Linked DNA regions of Rattus norvegicus: region 1 is linked to region 2. Evidence: chromatin contacts called from public Hi-C data. All regions are on one chromosome and are shown on one strand. Each heading gives the region's core, a stretch centred on a gene start, on an enhancer-like site or on the middle of the called end of the contact. The rest is flanking DNA. Distances are from core to core; before and after follow the strand shown.

Region 1 (5,115 bases), core at 301-2,800, 180 kb after region 2:
AATGTAAACACCAGAATCTTTAAATTATATAACTTCCTGCAGTTTGGTTGTAACCAGCAGGAGATGCAGCCTTTCAACTTATCGCTGTCCCAGAAAGCGTCCTGTCTTCTAAACAAATATATGAGCTGACTCACACTGCCTCTAGATTTCTAAAAGCATTAGGAGTCTCACAGATAATAGTGAGGCAGTGGTGATCTCCTGAGACGCTTTCCAATGGAGCTGTTGGAATTACTGTATGCTCGTTTTGTAAAGCAGCTTGTTATGAACACAGAAAATGAACATGTCCTTGATAAGATCTTATCAGAGCGTATTGATGGTGCCTGGCATCACAGTCACCAAGGAAAGGCTAAATGAGACAGGGTAACTCTGAGGTTAGTAAAACATTCCACAGAGTGTAAGAAAATGATTCTCCACAGCACAGCGCCATGCTGAGCATAGTAAACCAGGGCTCTCTGCAAAGCCCAAAAAGCAGAGTCAGAAACAGGCCCTCTCTTTCCTTCCCCTGCCTTCTGTGTCTCACCCATCCTTTCCAAACAGACCACAGCAGCCAGCTGTCTCCTTCCTCAAGTCGGCCAGTTGAAAAGAACTCCTCCTCTCTAAAGCAACAGGCCGCAAGGCCTTGAAATACTATTTGACACTCTCCCACCAGCCTGTGTAATAGCTGACCGTAACCTCTCTGATCTCACCTTGTCTATCTACGGAAGCAGGATGGAAGACGGGAAAAGGCACAGGCACCTGGGAAAGAGAGCCAGCGTGCCTCACCTGTGGTCTGACTGAAGCTCAGGACGGATTTCAGCAGGAGAGCAGCTGCTGTCCACCCTTCTCCTGTTCCAACTGAAACTTCAGCTCTCCAGGAATTTCACCAGAAACCCTGCTCACCGTAGGAGTCATGCACTCAGCCCTGTACCACAATGTCTTGTGTTTGCCTTAACAGATTCTAATCTCATCAAAGGCATCTCCATTCATCAAATAAAAAAAAGGTCTTTGCAACCTTTTGAGATGTACTCCGAAAGCCACCAAAAGAATATGTCCCTGGTGCTATGACACTTTGTCAGGATCCACCTTTGAAAAGCCCATTTCTATCCTGGGTATTTCTGATTCTTCCCCTGAGCACCTCTTAATCTTTGTCCGTAAAATCCATTTTTAAATGTCTTTAATAAATGCAAGCTCCACCTCATACTAGCTGTGACTGAAGTGTTTTTCGGATCCAAAGACCTAGCACTTGGGTTTGCTGAGTCTGGGAGACAAAATGCTTCAGAAAACTTGTCAAGCTTCAGAGTGTGGGGGTGTGAAGCCATCCCCATCCACTGTGACAATATCACAAAACCCATCTTCTAAAATGGGTTTTACCTCGTCCCCAGTGAAAGGAAGGCCACTCAGAGGTGCCAGGGAGAATCCTGAGGCTACTGAGATGGTGATGGCTCGCTGGTAACCGACCTTGCTGCATAAGTGTGAGGAAATGGGTTTGATCCTTAGCACCCACTTTGAAACTGCATGGCCACACACCTGGCAGACATAAAGATTGGTCGGTTGTCAACCTAGCTCCAGGTTCATTTAGAATTCCTGTCTCAAAGGAGGAAACTGTGGAGGCAAAGAACAGGTTACCTGCCAGCCTTCTCTAGACTTTGGCCATGCAAATAAACAGACAGACAGACAGACACACACACACACACACACACACACACACACACACACACACACACAAAGTGGGGGGAAGTAAGAGGACAGAGAATCAGACAGACAGGCTGCCGCCTTGGCCCATTACCACTAATATTTACAGTCCAATCATGGTTCTATACAACCCTCCATTTTTCACCAAACCTAAGCACAAAATAGGAGGTCTACTTGGGCACTGGGTCTTCACTTTGAAGACTCCGTGTCACATAAACATTTGATCAAAGAAAGTCATGAAGGTGGAAGCTGCGTTCCCCAGGAAGAATGAGGAAAGATAATAAAGGTTGCCACTCCTACCAGGACAAACATGAGGTTAGTTATAAACTGAGAAAGATAACACCTAGAAAAACGGATAGCAAGGCAGCTCTAAGCCACTGCACTCCCACAGACACAATGGTATGTGGTTAATCATTTATGATATTGCCGAATGTCCATTGTCAAAGTTAGCGATGACCGGATTCTATTCCACAGGCAGGTTAAGGTTTAACTTAGAGTTTGGGGACATTTGCTCTCTTCGTTTGTTTTTAATGTATATACAAGCCATAGCAAAACACTGCTTAATAGTCTGATTGTGGCAGGTTGTTTAGGGAATATGTGGCGTGAAAATGAACCGTTATTTTTTAAGTAAATTTAATTTTATTACAACTGGCTATGTGCAGGGCCAAGAAAGAAAATCTACCTAAATAAGACTGAAAATGGAATCGTGTTTAATACATATTTGTATCTTGTTTTGGAATGAATAAACCCTAAAGTTGCATTTCAATCAAACAGACATCAAAAAGGGAGTTGTACTTTGAAAAGTCTTGCTTTCCTGTTCTAACTGAAGTCACTTTTATGCCCCTTGTATTGATTCCCTCACTCCTCCCTTTGTCCTCTGAATAGTAATACATCTGCACAGTGCAAGCCCTGCTCTCTTCACTTCGCTCTGAGTTTAAGCAACCTCTCCTCAAAGCTGCAACCTCAAAGGTTGGAGTCTCCATTTGCTCCCCCGAACCATGGCAAGCAGCTAACACAGATACCTCAAAGTCACATAGGCACAGCAGGAAGATGGCTGGGGTGCCGGGGAACCAAGTTTAAAAAATCTGAATTGCAGAAAAATGTAAATGAATATGATATATATAATATAAACATTCTTTCCTCACCATACACTTGATGTTATGAAACGTGTTTATTAATGTATGTCTCCTACTGAATGTTTCTCACGAACACGTCTAAATGAGCTGCAATCGATAAACTGTTTCTCTCTGTAGTTTTAAAGAATGTAAAAACGGCTCATGACTGTGGGAATTGAATAAATCTCCTGGACCTGTAATTGTCATTTGTGTTTAACCCACTCCTCTTATCAAGAGTTCAAAGGACAAATCCAATCAGAGCTTCCAGTCCCAGCTTGCCGGCTTTCAAACTATGATCAATTTGTAGCCTCAAACAGGTGACCTTCCTAACCTGCAGATATGGAAATCTGCGTATAAAGAGAAGTATAAGGAGAAATGTGCGGTCTTGGAAGTACACTGGCTTTCATTGCCCATTTCCACTAACCAGCTTCCTTCGACCACGGAAGAATCATTTACTCAGTTCAATAAACACCAGTTGGCCAAGAGTTCTTCTTTTGCCTCATTTGTATCTCTGCACCTTCTGCACTTTTAGGAAGACCAGGCTAAGGGGCTTCTGGAGACCACAGTCATCCCTGCTCCCCAGTTATCTAAATGCTGAGAAATGGCTCTGACTGACACTGTCCAGAACTCTCTGCCTTCAAGATGCATTCTGAATTAGGAAGTGAAGCCATGTTGCCTTTACAGATGCAAGTAGAATTACCGTACCCTTGAGTTAGGACACGGAGTAAAAACAAGAATGCACCTACTATGAAAACATTTAGCTACAGGCCATGGTAGAGACAGGTAGGTTTAATTTTGGAAATGTTTTTGCTATTTTAAAAAGCAATGGTAGGTTTATGAGCCTGAACAGAAGACAGGGCAGACAGAAGACAGACCACAGACAGACAGCAACCTTACTTACTTACTTCCTTGTCCCTGTTGTTGGTTTTTGAGTTGGTTTGGGTTGGGTTGGGTTGGGTTGGATTTTTCCCCCCTCAGGTCTGGGCTATCTTTTTATGAATCAGAAATATTTGATTTCCCATTGTGTATCACTGTGGACACAATGTTTTTTTTTTCTTTTTCCCAATGAAGCTTTATTTTATTTGTAGTGTTTTGTTTTAGAATGAAGATACAGGTTTTATTTGAAGACAAATGTGACTAATGAGCTCCTTCTGGTCTACCCACAGGACATCTGTCTGCTGTTAGTTTGTCAAACGTAGCACCAAAAGGAAAAGGTGGACATAAGAGAAAAGAAGCTCCCTTACTTTCTCTATACCCTGTCACAATCCAGAAATAAAAGGCTACATAAATGTTCTCCTGGAGCTATCCCCACTACCAGAAAGCTTTGATTTGTAAATCTTTAGACCTGGAAACACTTGAAGTGCCTTGAGCCACCTTCCCTAGTTAAAGCCGATAGTCCATTAGGATTTGGAAGCCAAGCAGTAAGTCTTTGCAATGAGACCTTCCACTTCTATCCGCCCTTTACAACTGAAAGTGCGTATTCTGCGTAAAGAGCGTGACTTGAACCTAGCGCTCTATTCAGAGATATGCAAATGCTGGAGGCATTTTGACTCCAGTGACTCAATGTTAGGGTCTTTAAACACTAATTGACTATCTGGTTTTATTTAAGAAAGTTGTAATATTTAAAGTATTCCCGAGCCCCAAAATTCATTGCTAAATTGAGCAAGATCCCTGTGCTTTTCATGGACCACTGATAGGTCACAACATAGTGCAGCATATAGACTATGATTCCTAGGACCAGTTCCCTCCCGGGACTGTGGTAAGCACTGGGTGGAAGAGTGAGTGCCACAGCTCTCCCACGTAAGGGACAGCCACAGCTAACACTTCATTCCACACTTTTGCCCAGTCACAGACATAAGACAGACAACTGCACTCAATTAAAATTTCATGCAACAATGCTTGCCCTCTAGAAGGAGCACAGTTAGGCTATTTTTACTATTTTTGCGGTATTCTTTTCTAGTACTTTCCCCCACTGAAATGAGTACAGCATTGACAAAAAATAATTCACAGGGAATCTGAAGCTACCAAACTGAGGGCCATAAAGCAGTAGACTAGTGCTAGACTCAAAGAAACAAAAACGTACCATTAATTTTTTTTTTAAAGTGGGACTGGAGAGATGACTCAGCGGTTAAGATCACTGACTGCTCTTCCAGAGGTCCTGAGTTCAATTCCCAGCAACCACACGGTGACTCAGAACCATCCGTAATGGGATCCGGTGCCCTCTTCTGGTGTGTCTGAAGACAGCTGCAATGTACTCATCATATAAAAAAATAAAATAAAATCTTTAAAAATATTTTGTAAGTTTATATTAACAGACCCAAAGCATAAG
Region 2 (4,466 bases), core at 386-2,885:
TCCAGAGCAGGGAAGACCAATAAGCAGTTAGGAATGCTTACACTGAAATCCTGAAGACCTGATTGAATTCCCAGTATAGATGGGAAGAAAGCCAGGCCCATTCCTATAAAGATAAATGGATCGCCGGCCAGAGAACATGTACTTAAAGACAAGATTATGGTTCTATGAGAGACTCTGTCTCATGACGGAAGGGGAGAGGGCAATCAAGAGAGAGAGAAGATATTTCATGTCCTACTCTGACCTCCACATCTGTGTGCACAGATAGGGACGTATGTGCATGCACCACTCACATGTATCAAACACATACCCCACAACACACAGAGAGCATGTTGGTGTTTTACCTACACGGAAGGACTTCCACATGTGTGCAGAGCATGCAGGGGACAGAAGACGGCAGCAGATTCCTTGGAGTTAGTGTTACCGACGATTAGCTGCCATGTGGGGGCTTGGAACAAAAACAAAAAGTGTTCTGAGGTGCTAGACCCTCTCTCCTAGGAAGGTCTCTCTGAAGAGACCTGTCTCATTCTTTCACTACAAACCAGTCAACGTGGTGCTGGAAAGGCCCATGGAATCTCATCAAGTCCATAAGACAGGCATTCTATCTACCATATTCCAGTATCCCCAGACCCATGTCTAAGACCCAGTTCTTCCTAGGAGGAGCACGATGCCCCTCGGGTCTAGGTGTTCAGTGGATTGGAGTCTCCCAAACCAACAGTAAAAGCAAGAAGAGGTTGGAAAGTACTGGAGCCTGGAGAAACCAAGTCAAGGCCATAAAGTGCAACTAGGTAAAGCAACAGCTACAGTCGGAGCACGGTGGGAGCATGGAGAAGAGTGAAGACCCTCTTTCAGCATCTGTTAAATGAAAGGTCACAAAAACCTCTCGGTGGCCCACAAAGAGAGAAGCTTTCCTCACAGTCAGCAATTAAAGAAGGTTTGTGGGGCTAGTTTACTTTTTAAGGTTCAAATGTCACTTTAATTTGTATTTCCAGACAATTTTCCCCATCTTGGTGTATTTTTTTAAATTTCTTCTATGCGAATTTCACTAGTAATTACCATTATGTTACGAAACTTGCCATTCTCAGAATGAGATCAACTCACTAATTCTAAGCAATATGATCACAAATAATGGTGTAAGACCCACTAAACCTTATTGTTTCAAGCTCTGGTTAATAGTGGCTGTTAGATGTTTAAAGAAATAGCAAAAAAAAAAAAAAAAAAAACCAAAAAAACTGGTCTCTGCCCCATAAACCAAAGTGGCGAAATCACACACAGTCAGTTAAATATTCAAAAGCATGAGCCAGTGAATGACTGGCTTGTCACCTGTTTCTGTTCTTTTCTCCTAAAGTCACTCTGTCTAGGTTTGGCAGAAACTCTGCCTTGCTCTATGTCACCAAGAGTGTCGAACTTTGACCTGAAGAACAGGGAAAGTGGGTCTAAGCCTCTTTCAGTCTGATTTCCAGGAACACGAAGGTAGCTGATAAATATCTATGGTTTCATTGCGTGCTGGGACTTGTCAGGAAGGCTTCCATGATGTAAGAGCATTGTTTCTGCAACATGAGCTCCCCCGAACCTGAGTGGGACCGAAGGCTGAAAGTCAATTCTGAGCCTAACCTCTTGGCACCACAGCCCAGGGAAATGAAGTTAGTCCAGCGAGGGCTGAGAAACAGCAGTTAGCGTAGCTCCATCCGCTCTCTGCTTGCTAGATTCTATTTTAAAAAAGAAGAGGAAGCTTGACCAAGGCAGACTCGAATTACAAACTCATTTAAAATTGCTGTCCCTTACAGTTCAGGGCCAAGGCTGAGTAACTCAAAAAGCTCCAAACTGAGCCACAAATGGCAATAAGAAAAGCAGAAAAGACCTTTCACTGTATCATAAAGGCCATACACTGTCGATTCTCAGAGGCTAGTGCCTCTGCAAAATGGAACTCTCCACATGAACCAAGAGCTCCCTGCTGCCAATCAACAGGGCACTCCTGGTTTCGGGGCAAGTGAATGCCACTTGCTAACCGGGATGCATTAAATCCAGCGAGTCCGTTTGGGAACAGAATCCACCTCCATTTCTGGGGCTGGCTGGGAAGCAGTGTGCCCTTTTCTAGCACACGGGAACTTGGTTGGCAGAGGAGACACAGAATTGTCCCTCTTGGAGCCAGTGGTACACAAAGCGAGCAAAAGATTAGAAACCACCCAGGTGTGGAAGATTAAGGACTTAACAGACAGATGGAGCCTAAGCGCCTCATCTGGGCATGCTCTATCTTCTGTAATAAGGAAAGGTCCCCCAGTGGTCCCAGCAGAAAGAAGAAGCTGAAATAAACCAAATTTAGCACTTCCAGTGACAAAGGAAGACTTCTTAAACGAACCACACTGGAATACGAGAAGTCTGTCTGATGGAGTCCAATTGCCTTCCTAAAAAAAAAAATAAATCACTAACTACCTAACAGAAGACAGCAGAAGATGATGGGTTCCAAACCCACCACATCCAGGCCAGCATCCAAAGGTGTTGGCTATTTATCAGGACCTCAAGTGTCGCACAACAACACCTAGGTCTAGAGAGTCACAGTGGAAGCCTCAGGGAGAGGCCTTCAGACTCCAAAGGGGATGAAATGGTTTAAGTACTACGGGGCTGGCTGGGGACATCTCTGGCGTAGAGAACACCCCTACGAGCAGAGTTAAATAGAAGAGCAACCCAAGGTAAAGGACAGAGAAAGCTAACACAAAGAAGGCAGGCTTTATCTGGCTTTATTTACTCTGTGGGCCTAAGCGAAGTGTCACTGCTTTCTAGAACAGCGGCTCTGAAGTACATGTTTGAATAGCAGTGTGTGCCTGAAGTGTGTCTGCTGACGTAGGCTAAACTCACTTTGATCTGCTGAACTCAGCCCCAAGAGGATCTTCAAAGCATCACTGTTATCACAGGGTCCTGATGACAAGCCCCAATTCAGAATCAACACAGACACGTCTCCAGACCTGGATTTGGAAACCCTTACCGACAGTGTCCAGAGGAATCAGCATGAGGCCCTCACCCCTCCCATTTCAAAGTCATCTCCTTGAGCCCCATCTGTGCGGCTGCCCACCCACAGGATGCTCATTCTGACTTCTCTCCATACCTTCTCTGTTTGTGTATTTTCTGTCCGAGCCCTGTTGAATATTAAGGAGGTCATAGCATCCCAATGCGTACTTCTGACAAGGAAACAAAATCCAGTTCATCAGAGTGTACAGCTATATTCACCTTGCCTCATCTACTCCACTCTTGAGTAGAGAATCCATACAAACCATTCAGCACGTCAAAAGGCATATTACCAGATGACAATAAAAAATAAATTTTTAGAAAAATTGTATGAGCATTAACTGACTCTGGTTCTAGCACTGAACTGTAATCAGTGTGGTTTCCGGCACTTGTCCTGCACACAACTTTGTTTACCAACAATTAACCAGGGATCTATAGATGAGGGATCAATTGCTGAACTATTGCCCCTGAGGAAGTGGCAATCGTAGTTTTCATCTATGTACGTATTGGTGAGTCAATCAGGATCCAGTGGACAATTTTCAAACCAAAATGAGACCAACTGTCCCAGTGGAACTCAATAGATGACAAAAGGAAACAAGAGAAACATGTAGGAAAGGGAAGGAGATCAGGTGACGGGTTGAGAGAGGTATAAGAGAACGTGAGGATGAGCCTGATCAAAACATATTACATACATGTATAACATTGTCGAAGAACAAATTGACAAAAAGTTAATTAACAAATCAAGGCATGTCAGAAGGAAACATAAAGAAGTAAAATAACCAAAAGTTGATAACCAAATTATCTGGAGAAGAAACAAAGCAACTTGAGCATAGCAAGGGATAGAAGTAAGCAAAATGACAAAAAGTAAGAGTAATAAACTTGGGAGGCAGAGGCAAGTCGAACTCTGAGAGTTCAAGGCCAGCCTGGTCTGCACAGAAGAGCCAGAGCTACATAGTGAGATCCCATCTCAAAAATAAAGAAAGAAAGAGAGAAAGAAAGAAAGAAAGAAAGAAAGAAAGAAAGAAAGAAAGAAAGAAAGAAAGAAAGAAAGAAAGATAAAATAAAAAATAAATATAAATAAAAGTAACAATGAGAGAATGGAGATTAAAATTTTAATTCAAAGGAAATACTGAAATGCCTGAGAAGCTTCATATCAGAGAAGTACCACCCAGGAAAATAACCAATATATAGCTGAGTTTAAGGTGATTAAGAAATGGTTACCATGGGGGCTGGAGAGATGGCTCAGGGGTTAAGAGCACTGACTGCTCTTCCAGAGGTTCTGAGTTCAAATCCCAGCAACCACATGTGGCTCACACCCATCTGTGATGGGATCTGATGCCCTCTTCTGGTGTGTCTGAGGACAGCAACAGTGTACCCACATACATGAAATAAATAGATAAATCTTTAAAAAAGTAAGGAGGGGGGAATTAAGCTTTAGACAAAAGTCTAGTTAGATTTAATTTTGT

The links. Hi-C and Micro-C count contacts between places; a contact is called where the count stands out from the background.
Region 1: a contact with region 2 is called in a Hi-C map of liver, with 2.2 times the contacts expected there. The contact joins two enhancer-like sites. A contact is called at or near these places in 2 of 12 Hi-C or Micro-C datasets (hepatocytes and liver).

Annotation. Positions count from the first base shown.
Region 1 is chr1:19,029,286-19,034,400 of GRCr8, forward strand. All of the region lies in intron 1 of Ptprk (protein tyrosine phosphatase, receptor type, K), which reads right to left. Among named protein-coding and RNA genes, the nearest start is that of Ptprk, 24 kb to the right of the region's middle. Within about 2 kb of position 1,551, at least 2 of the 93 cell types and tissues checked have an H3K27ac peak or open chromatin away from gene starts, as enhancers often do. A contact at or near this core is called in liver, where this site is marked.
Region 2 is chr1:18,853,561-18,858,026 of GRCr8, forward strand. The region is part of intron 3 of Ptprk (protein tyrosine phosphatase, receptor type, K); the gene reads right to left. Among named protein-coding and RNA genes, the nearest start is that of Ptprk, 200 kb to the right of the region's middle. Within about 2 kb of position 1,636, at least 3 of the 93 cell types and tissues checked have an H3K27ac peak or open chromatin away from gene starts, as enhancers often do. A contact at or near this core is called in liver, where this site is marked.